Linked DNA regions of Ovis aries: region 2 is linked to region 1. A link is a contact called in public Hi-C data. All regions are on one chromosome and are shown on one strand. Each heading gives the region's core, a stretch centred on a gene start, on an enhancer-like site or on the middle of the called end of the contact. The rest is flanking DNA. Distances are from core to core; before and after follow the strand shown.

Evidence for each region. Hi-C and Micro-C count contacts between places; a contact is called where the count stands out from the background.
Region 2: a Hi-C map of tail adipose tissue shows a contact between it and region 1, with 2.7 times the contacts expected there. The contact joins the promoter of ASPH here to the enhancer-like site in region 1. A contact is called at or near these places in 8 of 16 Hi-C or Micro-C datasets (hypothalamus, liver, mesenteric adipose tissue and 5 more).

The regions. Positions count from the first base shown.
Region 1 is chr9:40,080,416-40,084,671 of ARS-UI_Ramb_v3.0, forward strand. It overlaps ASPH (aspartate beta-hydroxylase), which reads right to left. Exons shown (of 24, transcript XM_060393701.1): 5 at 3,305-3,376. Among named protein-coding and RNA genes, the nearest start is that of ASPH, 65 kb to the right of the region's middle. Within about 2 kb of position 1,971, at least 8 of the 54 cell types and tissues checked have an H3K27ac peak or open chromatin away from gene starts, as enhancers often do. A contact at or near this core is called in tail adipose tissue, where this site is marked.
Region 2 is chr9:40,145,815-40,150,070 of ARS-UI_Ramb_v3.0, forward strand. ASPH (aspartate beta-hydroxylase) reads right to left here and starts at 1,846. Exons shown (of 24, transcript XM_060393701.1): 1 at 1,552-1,846. The coding sequence starts at 1,663.

The DNA of each region.
Region 1 (4,256 bases), core at 721-3,220:
TCTTGGGCTTCCCTGGTGGCTCAGCTGGTAAAGAACTACCTGCAATGCAGGAGACCTGGGTTCAGTCCCTGGGTTGGGAAGATCCCCTGGAGAAGGGAAAGGCTACTCTCTCCAGTGTTCTGGCCTGGAGAATTGTATGGACTATATAGTCCATGGGGTTGCAAAGAGTCTGACACGACTGAACAACTTTCACTCTCACTATAATAAGCAAACTTTATTGTTGCTGTGCGGCTGCTGTTAATATTTTTACCATCATCGTCACCACAGTGGTAACAATAATACAACTTCTACTGCTACTGAACGTTCCCCTCAGACTGCAGGACGGGGTTCTTAGTCACTTTCCTTGGTGCGTTCTTAGTCACTTGGTGTGGCCCAGTGATGCAACTGGGCCATTAGGCCCTTTTATGTTGGCACTGTTTTCGGTCTTCTTATTACAGCCTCCTATCTTGTTTCTCATTTCAGATTTTCTGCTTCTCAGCACACTGATCAATTTTTCCTGTCACTAACTGTATGACTTTTTTTCTTCTAGTCACGTTCCTTATTTATTTATTCAGTGTAATTTTACAGGTTTTATGTAGGCAGGGCTGGGCTCTCTTGCCCATCTATTCAACAGAAGCCCCTGTTTTCAGCAGAAGCACCATACACTGAGAGTCTCCATGACCCAGGGACAGCCTGCCAGGAGGAAAACTGTCTCGTGAGAGCCCACGAGACCTCAACAGAGGCACGGCCAATGCCCTCTGCAACTGCCACCCCAACCCTATGAGGGAGCAATTATCCAACTTTGAAGGGTAAAGGGCTTGAAGAACTGTGCTAAAGCTACACAGCTAATAAAAGTAACTGCAGGACCAGAACGCGACAATGGAACACAGAAGGATGGGGACAGAGAGTCTACGTTAGAGACAGTGTCAAGGAGGCAAGTGTGGTCTGATAAGATTTGAAGACTGGACACACACACAAAGATACTAACAGAAGACAGACCAAGCCAAAGGTCCTAGGGCAGAGACAGGCCTGGCGATTACAGAGAAGAGAGAGGCCAGCTAGGCTCGAGAAAAGTGATGAAGGGGAGAGAGATCAGGCCCACAGTAGGCTTGGCCACATCAAACACTGGGTGCAGAGGAGCAAAGATGGAAGCAAAGACCCAAGTGGATGGAAGAGGGGATGGTGGTGCTGACACTGCAGAAGTCAGAATACATTTTGGAGGCAAAGCTGAAGGGACTTACTGATGGATGATGCATGAGAGGGGAAAAGGAGAAAGAAATCAAGGAAAACTCCCAGGATTTTAGCTTTGGCAACTGAATGGATAAAGAGACCATTAACTAGAATATAGAAGACTGGAATAAAACATTTTTTTCGGTGGAGCTGTGAGATGGAGAGGAATCAAGAATTTCAGTTTTAGGAACATTTTGAGTCTGAGATATCCATAAAACATGCATATAGAGATAAGAATAGTTATCTTATCTCTAGTTAGTTATTCAGTTCGGTAAATCCAGGAGCTTAGATGAGAGATCAGGGCTGCAGATATAGATTCATAAGTAGTATTTAAAGCCACGGTCTGTGGTTTTCTGAGAAGAAAGTCTTGACAAAGAAGAGATTCTGGGAATCCAGGTGCTAGACTGGCTTCCTGCATCTATCCACACAGATGTCCACCGCACCCTCCACTTCCTTCTCCCCCAACCTTGGCTGAAATTTACTTTGAACAACCATCTCGACTCACTCAGATCCCCAGTACAACCTCCCTGTCCCATCTTCCTATTGACAATTCCTCCACCTCATTTTTCATGCTGCAGACAGAATACACAATGCTCCTTCACGCCCTCCAATGGTTTCAACTCCTCTTAGCATCAAGTGAGAACATCCCTTCCCCTCATCTCTCCACCTGTGTTCAGATCTTTTTGGTCCCTGGACTTTCAGACATGCCATGCCCTCTACTTAAAACTTTGCTGACAACCTTTGACTGGCGAAGCATTGCACCATCCTCCAGCTCGTAAATCAAAATGTCATTCCTCCAGGAAGCCCCTGGTGACCCAAAGTCTGAGTAAGTCCCACACAGCATCATGTATTTCACCATCACAGCACTTACCTCATCATATTGAAATCAACCATGTACTGAGATTGCATCATCCTTGGCTTAGGTTAAAGGTGAAATTTTAAAAAAAGATGCAGGAATGGAAAGCCTGTGTTTACTCACACTGGCAGGTGAAGTACCTTTTCTGGCTGAGAAGAAGTGGTACTAAAGGACACAGGCTCCTAGACCCCTACTAGCCAAGGGCAAAACTCTCAAACTCAGCCAAAGCTGGTCTCCCCAGTGGAGCACAGATGGAGCCTGATGGATGTTTTACACTTAACCGCAAAATACCCAAGATGGACTAAGATACTTTAGCCAGCCCTCAAAAGCCCAATTTAAATGATGGAGAATTGTTTGTTTTTAAGAAACATAATTTTTTCCTTTAGGGCCACCTTCAGCTCTCACCAACACACTAGAAGTATCAGGACACCACTTGTTCTGCTCTCTTCAAAACCCTCCTGTTAAATTTTGGTATGGTGCGTGTGTGCAAAGTTGCTTCAGTCGTGTCTGAAGACCCCAAGAACTGTAGCCCCCAGGTTCCTCTGTCTGTGGGATTCTCCAGGCATGAATACTGGAGTGGGTTACCATGCCCTCCTCCAGGGGTCTTTCCCACCCAGGGATCCAACCTGCAGCTCTCGAGTCTCCTGCATTGGCAGGTGGGCTCTTTACCACCAGAGCCCCCAGGGAAACCCTTTGGGGGTTCTGTGTTTTTATCAACGGATGAGTCAAGAAACAGTCTTAGCAAACATTGGTTTCTAGAGTATCGTTTAATATTCTTCATACGGAACTTAAACGTTTTAGATGTAAGAGCTAAGGAAATGCTTTACATTCTCTAAGTAAACAGCATGTTCGTGTCTTCTCTAGTAATATGATCTACGTAATTAAAAGTTTCTTTTTGCTCTGGTGGCCACCCAAGCAGTCAGTGTAATCTGAGGGTTGAAAACAGTTCCCAGAGAGCCTGTTATAGTTTGCCCTGTTCTCTTCTATTTCCCTCCTCCTGTTGCTAATGTTATTTGTTCTTGATGTATCATTGGTCACACTATCGTTGGTCTCCATTTATTCTCTTAACAATAAAATGGGGCAAAATAAAACTAGTGCAGTGTTATTTTAAAAACATTTGTCTTCTAATAACTTTTAAAAGCTCACTCAATTAATACTTGAATTTTAAAATAATATCAAAGTCATTTCACATAGTTAACCATCATTTTAGTAATACATGAAACATATTTTAATTCATACCATGTTCTGAGTATACTGTTTCATCAAGTGACTGAACTTGTTCGTGTACTTCATCTTCAATATTCTGAGGTCCTAAAATAATTAAAACATAACTAAGTAGAAAAAACGTAGACATTAAAGCATAACATGAAATATGACCTCCACATATACACATTAAAATGAATATATTGGATTAATCAGCTATGCACCTTTTTCATAACAGCTCAATCCTTTGTTTTGGGTTGACAAATATGGTAGATATTTAAACTTGGTTTTGAAAGCAGATATAAATGCTAAAAGACTTCTCCATAAGATATCAAAAAATAAGAAATGAATCAGGTTCAGATTTTTCTTAAAAAAAAGAAAAAATTATTTCGGTTTCTAGTTAACAAAGTTCACATTCATAACAGAATAAAGAAAATAGGAAGGGCAAAGTTTTCAGAAAAGGAACTGCTGGGAAATGAAGATAAAATGCAGAAGATGAAGTCAACATACATTAAAGCACATAGACAACCACTGTCTTTCCCAGTAGTCAGGAGGAAAGGCCCCTTGGCTGGTGTGATGGCTGGCTGCCTGCTCTCAGAAGGTGTTAGGAAGTGTGAGTAGAAGACCCTACAGGACAATCCTCTCAGCTTTGGAGACCGTCATCTGACAGTCACATCCATAGATTCAAACAGATTTAAATTGCAGACGTGAACACTAGTCATGACATTGCGACTACACCGTGGGGCTTATCATACTGTTAGGCTTATTGCAACATCATACAAAAAACAAGAAGCTATACCTACATTGACACTACTACAAATTTTCTAACAGCCATCATCTATGTTCATCAAATAGTAACAGCACCAGACTTAATATCATGAATGCCATCACATGAGATAAACACCGAGAACATCAGTTACACTGAGAAGGTCATCTTCAATGACAAAAACAGAGTAAGTTAATTTGAATTTCAGGTTGGAAAAAAGCA
Region 2 (4,256 bases), core at 596-3,095, 65 kb after region 1:
ACTGATTCAGACCTTGAACCACTGGGGATGGGGATACAATCAACACACACTGTCGATGCTAATTCTCACTGACAGGGCATTTATAAAACAACTGCTTCAGATATAGTCAAACCTCTCTACCCAGAACTGCAAAAGGCAAAGTGGAACAAAAATGATGTGCTTTGCTTGTAAATGGCTACAAAAACTTTTGAAAACAACATTAAAGTGTCCTTCATCAGCTTTCTCTACTTGGAGCTGAAGCTGCATGAGTTCTCATTTAGATATTTTTAAAAGTGTAGGCAGAGCCCTCCTTCGTCTACCCTTCTGCCTGTTTAAGTCAACTGACTGGCATTTAAGGTCAAGTGACAAAGGAATACAAAGTTTACTTATGTCAAAGGTGAATTAATATGTTTTCTGTGGAATTCAAACTGTATCTCTTTTCTCTACAATACAAAATATTAGTTCTCAGAGTGTAAATTTATTCAATGATTTCAACTGTACTATTTTCATCATTTAAATTTAACTATTTAAATTCATTCACTCATCAAATAATTTTTTATTGAGCATCTATTAATGGCAAGACTCAAAGAGTTGGGAAAAGGAATCAACCAGAGGGAATGAGTGAGACAGGAAGGCAATACACATGAAAATAGATAATTTCAGATGGTGGCAAGTGCTATTTAAAAAACAGCTCTTTAAAGGATGACTATAGTCTTCTGATTTACTTTTTTGATACAAGTAAATACATTCCTTGCAGACCTCAGGAAACAAAGAATCTAGAATTATTTTAAACGGGAAAGTTTATAGCTCTGATTCAATACACATGTGGATTGCAGTTTTAATATCCCAAATATGAGTCAAAGGAAGTATAAAAGAAATGAGAACCACTGAAATATGAGATGAAACAGATTTACAACATCTGTTCTCTCTCTTTACTGGATAAGCACAGGATGAGAAAGGTGAATATCTTTTTTTTTTTTTTAAGAGAAGACAAAGGGAAAAAAATAGAGAAGCTTGCCCAGTATTTATGGTATTCTGTTATATTTAAAGGCAACTACAACGCACGGTAAGAAAGCTACATAAAGGCAAAAATATTTAAAATAATCTTCAAGAACATTCAAATCACTCCCCTCTCCCCCGTCCCGCACACACATCCCAGCAGCCTTATTCTCCTTTGAGCTGCACTTAAAAGCTGCTGGTTTGGCACGAACTTATTTTCTGACTTTGGCTCATTTCCAAACTCTCCAAAATATGCACAGCCAAGGTAAACTGTTTCTCTTACGCCTATCGTCAATTCCACAGCGAGCCAAGAAGGAGTGGATCGACACAACCTCCATCTCGGCTGCGCACTGCAGGTGAGGGAGCGGCCGGGAAGGGGCTCCCCGCTTGGCCCGGCCCCCCTCCAGCCCACCCACCAGGCCCACCGAGCACGGCCTCCGCCCCGCGCCCGGAGGAGGATGGAGGAGGCGCTCGGCGGTATCTGGGGAGGTGGACCCGCAGAGCCCACGCCCCCCCCACAACGGAGCCCCATCCTCCGGGCCACCCGGACCCCGGCTCCGGAGCGCCTCTGACCTCTCCGGGCCCCGGGGCTGCTGCTGCCGCCGCTGGTGCAGCCGGTCGGACTGCCAGAGCTGCTGCTGCTGCTGTTGCCGCCGCCGCCCTTGGCATTCTTGCGCGGGGCCATCGCGCGCACCGCTGGAGCAGGCAAGGGTGGGGGGCTCCCTCCGGGCGTGGGGAGCGCGGGCGCTGCAGCGGGTGAGGGCCGCGGCTCCTGAAGCTGCACGGGTGTCTCGGCACCGCCCGCAGCGCCTCCGAGGACTTTTCGCCCGGCGCGCGCTCGGCCCTCGCCTGCTCCGAGCTGGCGACTGCCCTCCCGGGGCGAGAGCGCGCCGCTCACCCGCCCTGAGACCACGCCCCCGTCCGGCGAGCCCCACCCTCCCCGCCCACAGAAGGCTGAGTGACGGGGTATACAGCCAGTCACAAGGGCCTCTATGAGGGGGCGGAAGCGAGCCGCGTTTCCCCGCCCCGCTGCAGGCTTAGGGCTGCTCTGGCGCGACGCTGCGGCCTGTGAGAGCCAGCAGCTTTCGACTTTCCAGTCTGTTCTGGTCCTTTGGAACGTGGCAGACGTGGAAAGCAAGAGGACTCTCGCGAGCTTTGGCGGACCCTGTACAATGGGGATGGGGCGGGGCGGGCGACACGTGTGCAGCGTCTGGATTAGAGCTCACCCTCTCTTGGCTTTTCACCGGGAATTTTGTTCGTGTCCCACTTCCCTGTGCACGCAGAGAGCCAAGTGAGGCAACGTCCCTTCTTGCGAAAAAACTATTTGTCAGTATTAATATTACGACATTTCTGAAATGGTGATGTTAGAACTAACTAAATGCTTAAGCCGTACGTAGTTGGTTTTTAAAGCAGGACGTCACTCCTTTTGTGCCATCAGCGTTTTCAGAAGATCTTAGTTAAGGGGTGCAAATGTAAAGCAAAAAGTTCATTTCTTTGCCCTCTATCTGAAATCTCTCTGCAGCGCTGACGTCTTCATTCCTCTCCCTTGATGTCCCCACCGTGGGTGCCCCCATGCAGGGGCAGGTAGTCTGGGCCTTCAGCTGCTCTGACCACACGTGGTCTTAAGAATATCTGGGTCCCTGGACGAGCCAGATAGGAGCTTGAGATCAGGCACATGGTCTGTCATCATCTTTGTGTCGCCAGTCGCCAACACAAGGCCTGATGCAACAGACAAGCCAGACCTGTTCGGTGATTTGATACATATCTGATAACTTCTTAACACTCTCCCCCAATTCTTGACCATGTTTCAGAGCACTTAAGAGGGCCAAGGAACCAGACCACGGTTGCAGAGTGGCACCTGCTTTTATCCCTCTTCTCCAGTTCTGCCTCTGTGCACTGTCGGGTCCTTGGCCTTACCGGCCTCTTCTGGATTCACAGAAGCCCGAGGGAGGGTGGCACTGCATAATGAGAAGGCCTCTCTCTCCTTTTTGTGAAATGATGTTAGATAGTTATCAAGACAGAGCAGGGCAGCAGAGCTCACAGGGTTTGTACTGAAGCAGCTTGTTCAGTTTTTATCTCATGGCGTCTCCTTCTGCCTTCACCCGCCCTTTTTCTCATCCAAATCCCTTAACCATTATTTCATTGGGTGGAGGAGGGTGGAGAGCTGAACTAAGAGACAAATCTAAGTTAAAGAGCTTAATATAAAATTATAATGAGAAATGAGCTGAGCAGACAATGCTCAAGATACTTGAACTCTTAAATTCTGACGAAAATCGTTGTGGTGTCTGTTTCTTGAGTGTGAGTTAAATCAGGCCCAGAGAGGTTAAATTAAGTAGGTAACAGAGCTAGTAAGTGATGAGCAGGGATGCGATATGGTTCCATCTGGCTCCAGAGTCTATGGTCAGAATTCTCCTTCCAAGGACAAGGTTCAGTTTTGAGCAGAGAATGTCTCACTGGCTCCTTCTTCTCTTAGCAGATATCTTCTGAAAGCCTCCTTGGCCCAACTGCAAAGAGAGATCTGAAAAAAACTGATGGTGGTTACTTAGCAAGGTCCACTTCTTTGAAGAAATCAACTTTCTCTGATAACAGACTCCAAGATGTCATGGAATGATGTTTTCCAGAAACTATCATTATATTTCAGAATACAGTGAAACCATTTTCCTGTATTTCCAGAAACCTAGTACCACTGATAAGATACATAGCTTGTTATCTTAGCCAGTACCAGACCGAAATAGAGGCTTTGTAAACAGAGATCACGGGAAGTTAGAGATTTCCTGACTTCCTTCATGTAATGTAAGAAGCAGCTACAATGATATTTATATGCTCACTATTATAAAATAAAACTTGTAATAATATTCATGGCATTCCCCGACGGTGCAGTAGGTGAAGAATTCACCTGCAATGCAGGAGACCCAGGAGATGTGGGTTCGATCCCTGGGTTGGGAAGATCCCCTGGGGAAGGAAACGGCAACCCACTCCAATATTCTTGCCTGGGAGATCCCATGGACAGAGAAGTCTGGCAGGCTACAAAAAATTGGACATGACTGAGCAACAACACACACAAACACACACAAATAAGGTCAGTTATATATATTTACAGCTGTATATACTTACCTATTATGAGTATTAAAAAACACAAAGCTTACCTTGGACCCATGAATTCTTTACAGACATCCTTTTCTCAGCATTGAGTCGAAGAAGGTTAGGAAGTCAAGGTACCTTTGCATTTAAAGGTTGAATCTCTCCTTAACAGGAGCCTATTCTCATTTCTGTGATTT